Regions from separate parts of the Mus musculus genome. Here region 2 is linked to region 1. A link is a contact called in public HiChIP or PLAC-seq data. All regions are on one chromosome and are shown on one strand. The core of a region is the stretch at or near the end of the contact, and the rest is flanking DNA. Distances in the headings are between cores, read along the strand shown. Region 1 overlaps Gm33363 (a long non-coding RNA gene). Region 2 has its middle 16 kb from the start of 4930432M17Rik.

Region 1 (3,322 bases), core at 363-2,862:
CTTGTACCTGCAGAGTCATCTCTCCCTGCTTTGGACCTTTTAACTGTGGAAACGCTCGCTCGCACATAGTACGGAAGAACTAGAAATGACGCCGGATGCTTCTGTAGCAATTGCCCATGTGTTTACCCGCTGCCTGCCCACATTGCTGCGGGATGGGGCGTGGCTACAGCTGTTTCATCTGCGTGTTCCCTTTCCCTCTCTGGTGACAGACCTGGGAGTCAGAAGACTTTCAGTAAGATCTTAAGGAGAGCATTTTAGTCTCGCTCTGTCTGTCTGGCCTCTATTGGCTCAGCCTGCATGCTTGTGGACTGTCGGTGACCATGGCTCAGGCCCGTTCACATACTCTGCATGATCTTAGGCCCAGATAATTCAGGAAAAATCAGTTTGAGAACTGAGCCTCTTTTAATCTGCCTACTAGGTTGGGACCGGATAAGGACTGGTTTGGGCTTTTGATTTGTCGACGTCTCCCGGACAGCTCTGTGTATAGTATTTCCATAAACTGTCTTCTTTCCCTTCCCTTCTCTTGAACGAAGAACGAAGCCATCTCCCCCCACACCCCCTCTTTTTGAGAAGAGACAAGAGCCTGCCGTTCCAGCCTCTTCCATCCCTCCTGCTGTTGCTTGGCTTTTCTTCAGTTTTATTCTAGCCAGTATTTGTATCTCCAGAGGGTCTGCAGCCACATGGGGCCCTGAAATGGGGCGAGCCCCCCCCCCCAAATTCTTACAGAAGATGACCATGTCTCAGTCACGGGAGCCAGGCTGAAAACTTTTTTAAAGTTCTTTTTATAAAGTCATTAAACGTGAAATCAATATTTTAAAAGACTAAGGTGGGGGGTGGGCTTTGAGAGTTCCAAATAGACAGAAAAGCTGATTTCATACTTCCCTGCCAAAAACATTGTTCTTGCTTTCAGGCAAATGACTTGGGTGTTAATTAAGGCTTCACACTTCCTGGCTATCTCCTTTTTCACATTCTTGCTGCTAATCGTCATGTTAAGAGACACATGACTTCTGTTTCAAAGGCTCCAGTTTAAGAGTGGAAACAAAAATCTCAGCTCCACAGGAAAGGAAAAGAGATTAGGATTCGAGTCCAGCCATTTGCTTATTCATCTGCATATGGTTAAAAGATTTCCAAGCATCCACTGGTTTCTCTTTCACTGTGACATGAGGCCAACCCAAGGAGGGGAAGAGAAAAATCCTGTTCCTCTCCTGATGTAGGAGCACATCTTCCATTCGCCTTGGGGGCAAGAGATTGCTTCCTCTTTTAATAGTAAGCCAAAGTAACCGAACTTGGAGAAACTGGCTTCTTCTGAAAGTTATTTTTCCAGTTAGCTTTTCATTTTATTTGCAGTGCCAGGCTGGAAACCATGCACACATTAGACTTAGCTGTATTTCCGGCCCTAATTACCTGTTGCTCTGCATCAATTTACAAATTAGCGGTGGGAAACAAGCATCATTTAATGAAGCCCACAGACTCTGTGGGTCAGCACTTCACAGGGTCTAGAAGGAAAGGCTTCTTCAGCTTCATGGTGTCTGAGCTTCAGTGGGGAGACAGGGGGGTGGAGGACACTAAAAGGGCTAGGAGTGACTCAACAGGCTCAGCTCGAAGATCCAAGGCCTGAAGCACCATGACTCAAGTTTGTACTAAGATCTGTCAACACGGTGTCTACGCACAGCCTGCCCATCCGTGAGCCTTGAGTTCCTCTGCAGTGTGGCTGGGTTCACTCTTCCAGAGAGTGATCATATCAGGACTCTGAGTGCAAATGTCACTTCAGGTGTGTTCCAAGTAGCTAAGGACCTCAAATTCAGGAAAAGACAGTTCAGAGGGAAGAGAGAAGCTGAGGCGTAAAAGACCAATTTGAAAACTATAATGCCAGACATGGTGCATGCCTTTGACCCCAGCACTTGAGAGGCAGAGGCATGGGATCTCTGCGAGTTTGAGGCCAGTCTCTTTGTTCTACATAGGGAGTTCCAGGAGAGCCAGGCCTACATAGTGAGACCTTGTCTGGAAAAAAAAGAAAAAAAAGTCTAGTACATTTCCGTCACACTGGCCCAGGGGGCAGGAGAGGCCATGCTGGTGTGATTAAAAATGAGACCACTTTACTGAGCTTGAAGGAGCAAGTTATTCCATGCTGGCCATAGTGGTTTCCACTGGGATATAATTCACATAAAATCCACCCATGTGTAGTTCAGTGGGTTTTAGTACATTCACAGTTGTATGACCATGATTACGAATTCCAGACACACATAACTCACATGTGTTAGAAGTAACTCTTCCATGTCACCTTCCACTGCCCTCGGATTCTGCTGGCCCAATTTCTCTCTGTGGATTGGTCATTTATAAGAAGGATTTATTTGTCTTTTGTTACTAGCTTCTTTCACTTAACATAGTATTTTCAAGTTTCACTGATAGAATACAGTGCATGTGTGCGTGTGTGTGTGTGGTAGTGTATGGTGTGTATGTGTGTGGTATAGGGTATGTACACACTCATGAGTGCATGTAACTATACATACTGAAGTACAATGTCCTTCTCAGTCACCCTCCATCTTATTCTTTGAGATGTGGTTTTTTTCACTGAATTTGAGTTTACTGGTAGAGATAGACTGGCTGGCCAGCAAGTTCTGTTGATCAGCATCTCTCTGCTGCCCCTAACCCTGAACTGTACTGCAGGAACATGCTGCTATGCCTGATTTATCACATGGGCGCTGGGAGCCTGACCTCTGGCCTTCATCCTTACATGACAAGCACATTTGACTGAGCCATCTCCCTAGTCCCTATTCCATTCCTTTTATCGATTGAATAATATTCCATTGTCTGTCTCTACCTGGCACATTTCATTTACCCATTTAATAGTTGACGGACATTTCAGTAATTCCTGGTTTGGGGCTGTTTTATGTAATGATGTTGTGAATATTGTGGTTTGTTTGTTTGTTTTCATGAAATACATTTGCAATCTCTAGGGAAATATAGCTAACGATGGGACTGCTGGTGATGAACGCCCAAACTGCAGGACTGGGGGATGGCTCACTGGAGAAATCAGTTGTCAGACAGAGTCCAGATCACTGGGATGGATATAGGTAAGAAATCAAGGTGGGAGTGGTGGCCTGCCTCCAATCCCAGCAGGGGAGAGGTGGAGGCAGGAATCCCCACAGAGTTGGCTGGCCTGCGAGCTCTGGGTTCAGTGAGAGACTCTGTCGCAGTGAGTGGAGAATGAGTAAGGAAGGCATCTGGCTGTCACATGTACAGTCATGCACATGTCCCCGCATGATCCCATATACTCATGTATGTATGAACACTATAAATGCAGATGCCATACACACACACA
Region 2 (3,322 bases), core at 542-3,041, 310 kb after region 1:
TCACCAACTGCCTGGGCTTCCACAACCAGCACAAATGAGCCATTTTCTTTTTTCCCTTAGCTCCAGATGTGACATCCCACCCCACACCTATCTACAACTGAGCTGCCAGTGTCCCTCATGCTGCCTGACACACGGGGCTTCCTGAGCCTGCAAGGAAAGGCAGTCCTGGGGCTACAGGTTTTACTACTTGGTTTTTCAGACCTGCTAGAGGTCCTGTGCAATGGACTGGAAGCTTCTAGAAGGCAGGGTCCTCATGTGGGTCCTTTTCACTCCTCTGTAGTCAGTAACCAGCTTAAAAAGAACAGGCTCATGGGTTGATTGTCACAGAAACATTGACAGCTAATTCTGAGTGAATGTTTAACTTTCACGGCATCCGGGACCAAGAACAAAGTAGCTGAAGGTTATACTGACCGAGAAGATTCAAACCAGTGACCTGGTTGGTAACTGCTTGTTGAGCCCTCTGCCCTGGGCTCACAATCAACAACATGGCTAAAGGAATACGAAGGTTGGAGGCCCCAGAGGGGAGGAGGAAAGCAAGGAGGGGACAGCAAGAAGGAGGACAGGGACAGAGGGAGGCATCACGGGATTAGAGCGTGGGTCAGGAGGGGTTGGAATAAGGGAGAGACAGAGCCAAGAGGAACTTCAGATGGATGGTTGCTATCTTATGGTAGATAGCTCTGGTGGGCTGGAGCTGGGTCACTTCCCTGGGCTCAGCTCCTTATTAGCTGCCCCCTCACTTGGAATCACTTCAGGTGACACTGGAGCTCCTTCATGACCTGATTCCTCTGGCACAACAAGCTGAAACAGTCCAGCGTGTAAAGAGGACACCCAAGAGGCTGCCATGGGCCAGGCCCAGCCATCCCCTCTACACATCCACTGATCAGAACTGCCACAAAATTGCAGGACATAGCCCAGATGGTAGAGTGCTCGCCTAGCTTGTGTTTGCCTGTGTTCCATCCTCTGTACCATATGAACTGGGCATAGTGGTGCAGACCTGTAATCCTAGCATTGGGGAAGTAGAGGCAGGTGGATCTGAAGTTCATGTAAGAATTCCAGGTCAGCCTTAGGCTGAATGAAACCTTGGGGGGTTGTAGGGAAGGGGGGGGGCGAGACAAAGTTGTCTGTGAGACAGAGAAGTACCTTCCATCTTCATGGCCAGAAAGATGGAAAAGGGTGGGTAATGTGAGTTGTCATAGCAAGCCATCTTTATTATACATTCTTCTTACATGCTGTCCTTTCTCCATTCATGGTCCTTCTGTTTAGGTGTCCCCTGAATCTGTAGGAACCATTTACTTTCTCACACCTTTTCTGGGGTCCCTCTCAGGTGATCCCTTGATGTCTCTGAGCTTGCACTAAAGGCACCACCCAATACTGGTGACCTCATACACACACAACTGCCATAGTCTTACCAGCTCCCTGAGACTTGACCTTAAAGTTCAACAAAAGGAACTATGTGCTTTGTCTCTCGATCCTCAAAGTCTATACTTAGTTGGTGGTAGATAATGTGTATTGAATGAAGGATTGGCTAGCTTCTAAAGGGCCAGGATCCTTGGTGTGGCCCAGAACAGTCATTTAACTAAAAAAGGAAAACTACACAGAAAGTCCCCCAGTAACTTTGTTTTGCTGGAGCCCTCCCCTGGGTCAGGTCTCTCATTAGTATCCCTAAGAAGAGCCAAAGTGGCTGGTATTAGAAATCTGGGGAAAGTGCCAATGACTGATTAGAATCCAGCCCACTAGTTGTCTTAAAGAGCCTGATTAGGCTTTCAAGAGAATGTCGGAGTTTGGTCACCGCATCCTGGCAGATGAGGACAAGGGGAATAGATGCCCATTGTAGGAACCGGGCTGTGTCTGCAGCAGGCTCGGAGGGATGGTGGGCCTGCTAGAGTAGCTCCTATTGGCTTATCACCTGAGTATGTCATTATATAGCAACACTCCAGCACAGCATCTATGATCCCCACTTTTCTCTGAGCTACTTTGAGTCAGGATTGAAGGCAGTAAAACCTCATTAACACAGGAGGGGAGAGGTGAGTCACTTCCATGCCTGGCTCCCAGCCAGACTCATTACCAAGCTTAAGAGTGAGAAAGTGTCAGCCTCCTTTTATGTGGGGTGATTGGCTACAGTCTCATCGTTAACAACTTTGGAAGAAGAAAATTATATGGCTCACACATACAAGAACAAATAAAACAAGGTTACCTCATGAAGGATGAGTAACTCTAGCAGTGTACCCAGGTCCTCGGATTCAGGGGGGCAGAGCAGTCACCCACACTTCCTGCTGTCTAGAAGACTGAGAGAGGTCTAGAGAAGTTAGGTATCCACAGCTTTGGGGTCTTCCAAGGCCTCCCTCTTCCTCTCATCCTTGGGTTTGATTCATTAGGGCCAAAGGGATGAACATACACAGATTTTATAACTTTAAATGGAGAATCACACCTTTTGAATCATGCCCTCACTTATGCTTGGATGCCTCTTTTCCTCATTGATTTGTTTCATCTTCAAGTCTTTTGGGAGCCTTTGAAGGGTTCCTGAGGGCACAAGGACAGGCTGCTTAGAGGTATAGTGGCCAGAGGACAGCATTTCCTAATGGCTTCTGGGGAATGGGGGCTATCCTCACCAGAGAGGATGGCAGCTGAGATCTCTTCCAGTGGAGCAGTAGGTATTAACGTCATTAATGCTAGAAGTATGCACAGCTCTGATGGTCATGGGGATGACAGCTAACATGCATTAAAATTTAGAATGCCCTAGGCCCTATTTTAGAAGGCCAACACATAGGGTCTCCTTTAACCTCACAATCGCTGTATTTTCAGTGGGGAAGAAGCTGAAAAATCATTTCCAGGATAGAATAAGAGAGAAACCTCCTGAGAAGTCTCACAAAGCTATGACACTGAGTTCATTCAACCATAGTGGCTCTGCCCTTGGGATCCAGAAAGGATTGTCCATCAACTTTTATTCTGGTTTTCTGCACTTACCCCGCCATGCCACTAATCTTTATACAAAGCTGTCACCATCTCTCACCTCAGCCACAAGTGTCCACAAATACCACTGTTTCCCAATCAAACTGCTGTTAAACTACTCCAAAGGGCAAAACAGAGAGGCAGGAATCACAGTGGGATCCAAGTGCCACCGGGCTCCCTAGAGTTACACAACATGGCAACCCTTTTGTTGCACCTTTGTTCACAGAGCAGAAATTTACCTTGCTCAGCAACAGCAGAGGCCTGCTTCAGACCTGGCAGTTAACCCACAGCCCTAAGCACTCTTATCCCTTTTATCAGCTCCCAGATCAACTCCTGTGCTCTCATATTCCCATAATCTTCAGTAGTCCACGAT

What was found. HiChIP or PLAC-seq counts read pairs in DNA pulled down with a chosen protein or histone mark.
Region 2: a FOXA1 HiChIP or PLAC-seq map of pancreatic cancer cells shows a contact between it and region 1. The contact joins two enhancer-like sites. A contact is called at or near these places in 1 of 484 Hi-C or Micro-C datasets (liver), 1 of 115 datasets of contacts at active chromatin or transcription factors (pancreatic cancer cells) and 1 of 9 other capture datasets (adipose tissue).

What each region holds. Positions count from the first base shown.
Region 1 is chr3:121,370,444-121,373,765 of GRCm38.p6, forward strand. It overlaps Gm33363 (a long non-coding RNA gene), which reads left to right. Exons shown (of 4, transcript XR_867593.1): 2 at 2,958-3,074. Among named protein-coding and RNA genes, the nearest start is that of Gm33363, 3.1 kb to the left of the region's middle. Within about 2 kb of position 1,613, at least 56 of the 459 cell types and tissues checked have an H3K27ac peak or open chromatin away from gene starts, as enhancers often do. A contact at or near this core is called in pancreatic cancer cells, where this site is marked.
Region 2 is chr3:121,684,795-121,688,116 of GRCm38.p6, forward strand. No RefSeq gene overlaps it. Among named protein-coding and RNA genes, the nearest start is that of 4930432M17Rik, 16 kb to the left of the region's middle. Within about 2 kb of position 1,792, at least 53 of the 459 cell types and tissues checked have an H3K27ac peak or open chromatin away from gene starts, as enhancers often do. A contact at or near this core is called in pancreatic cancer cells, where this site is marked.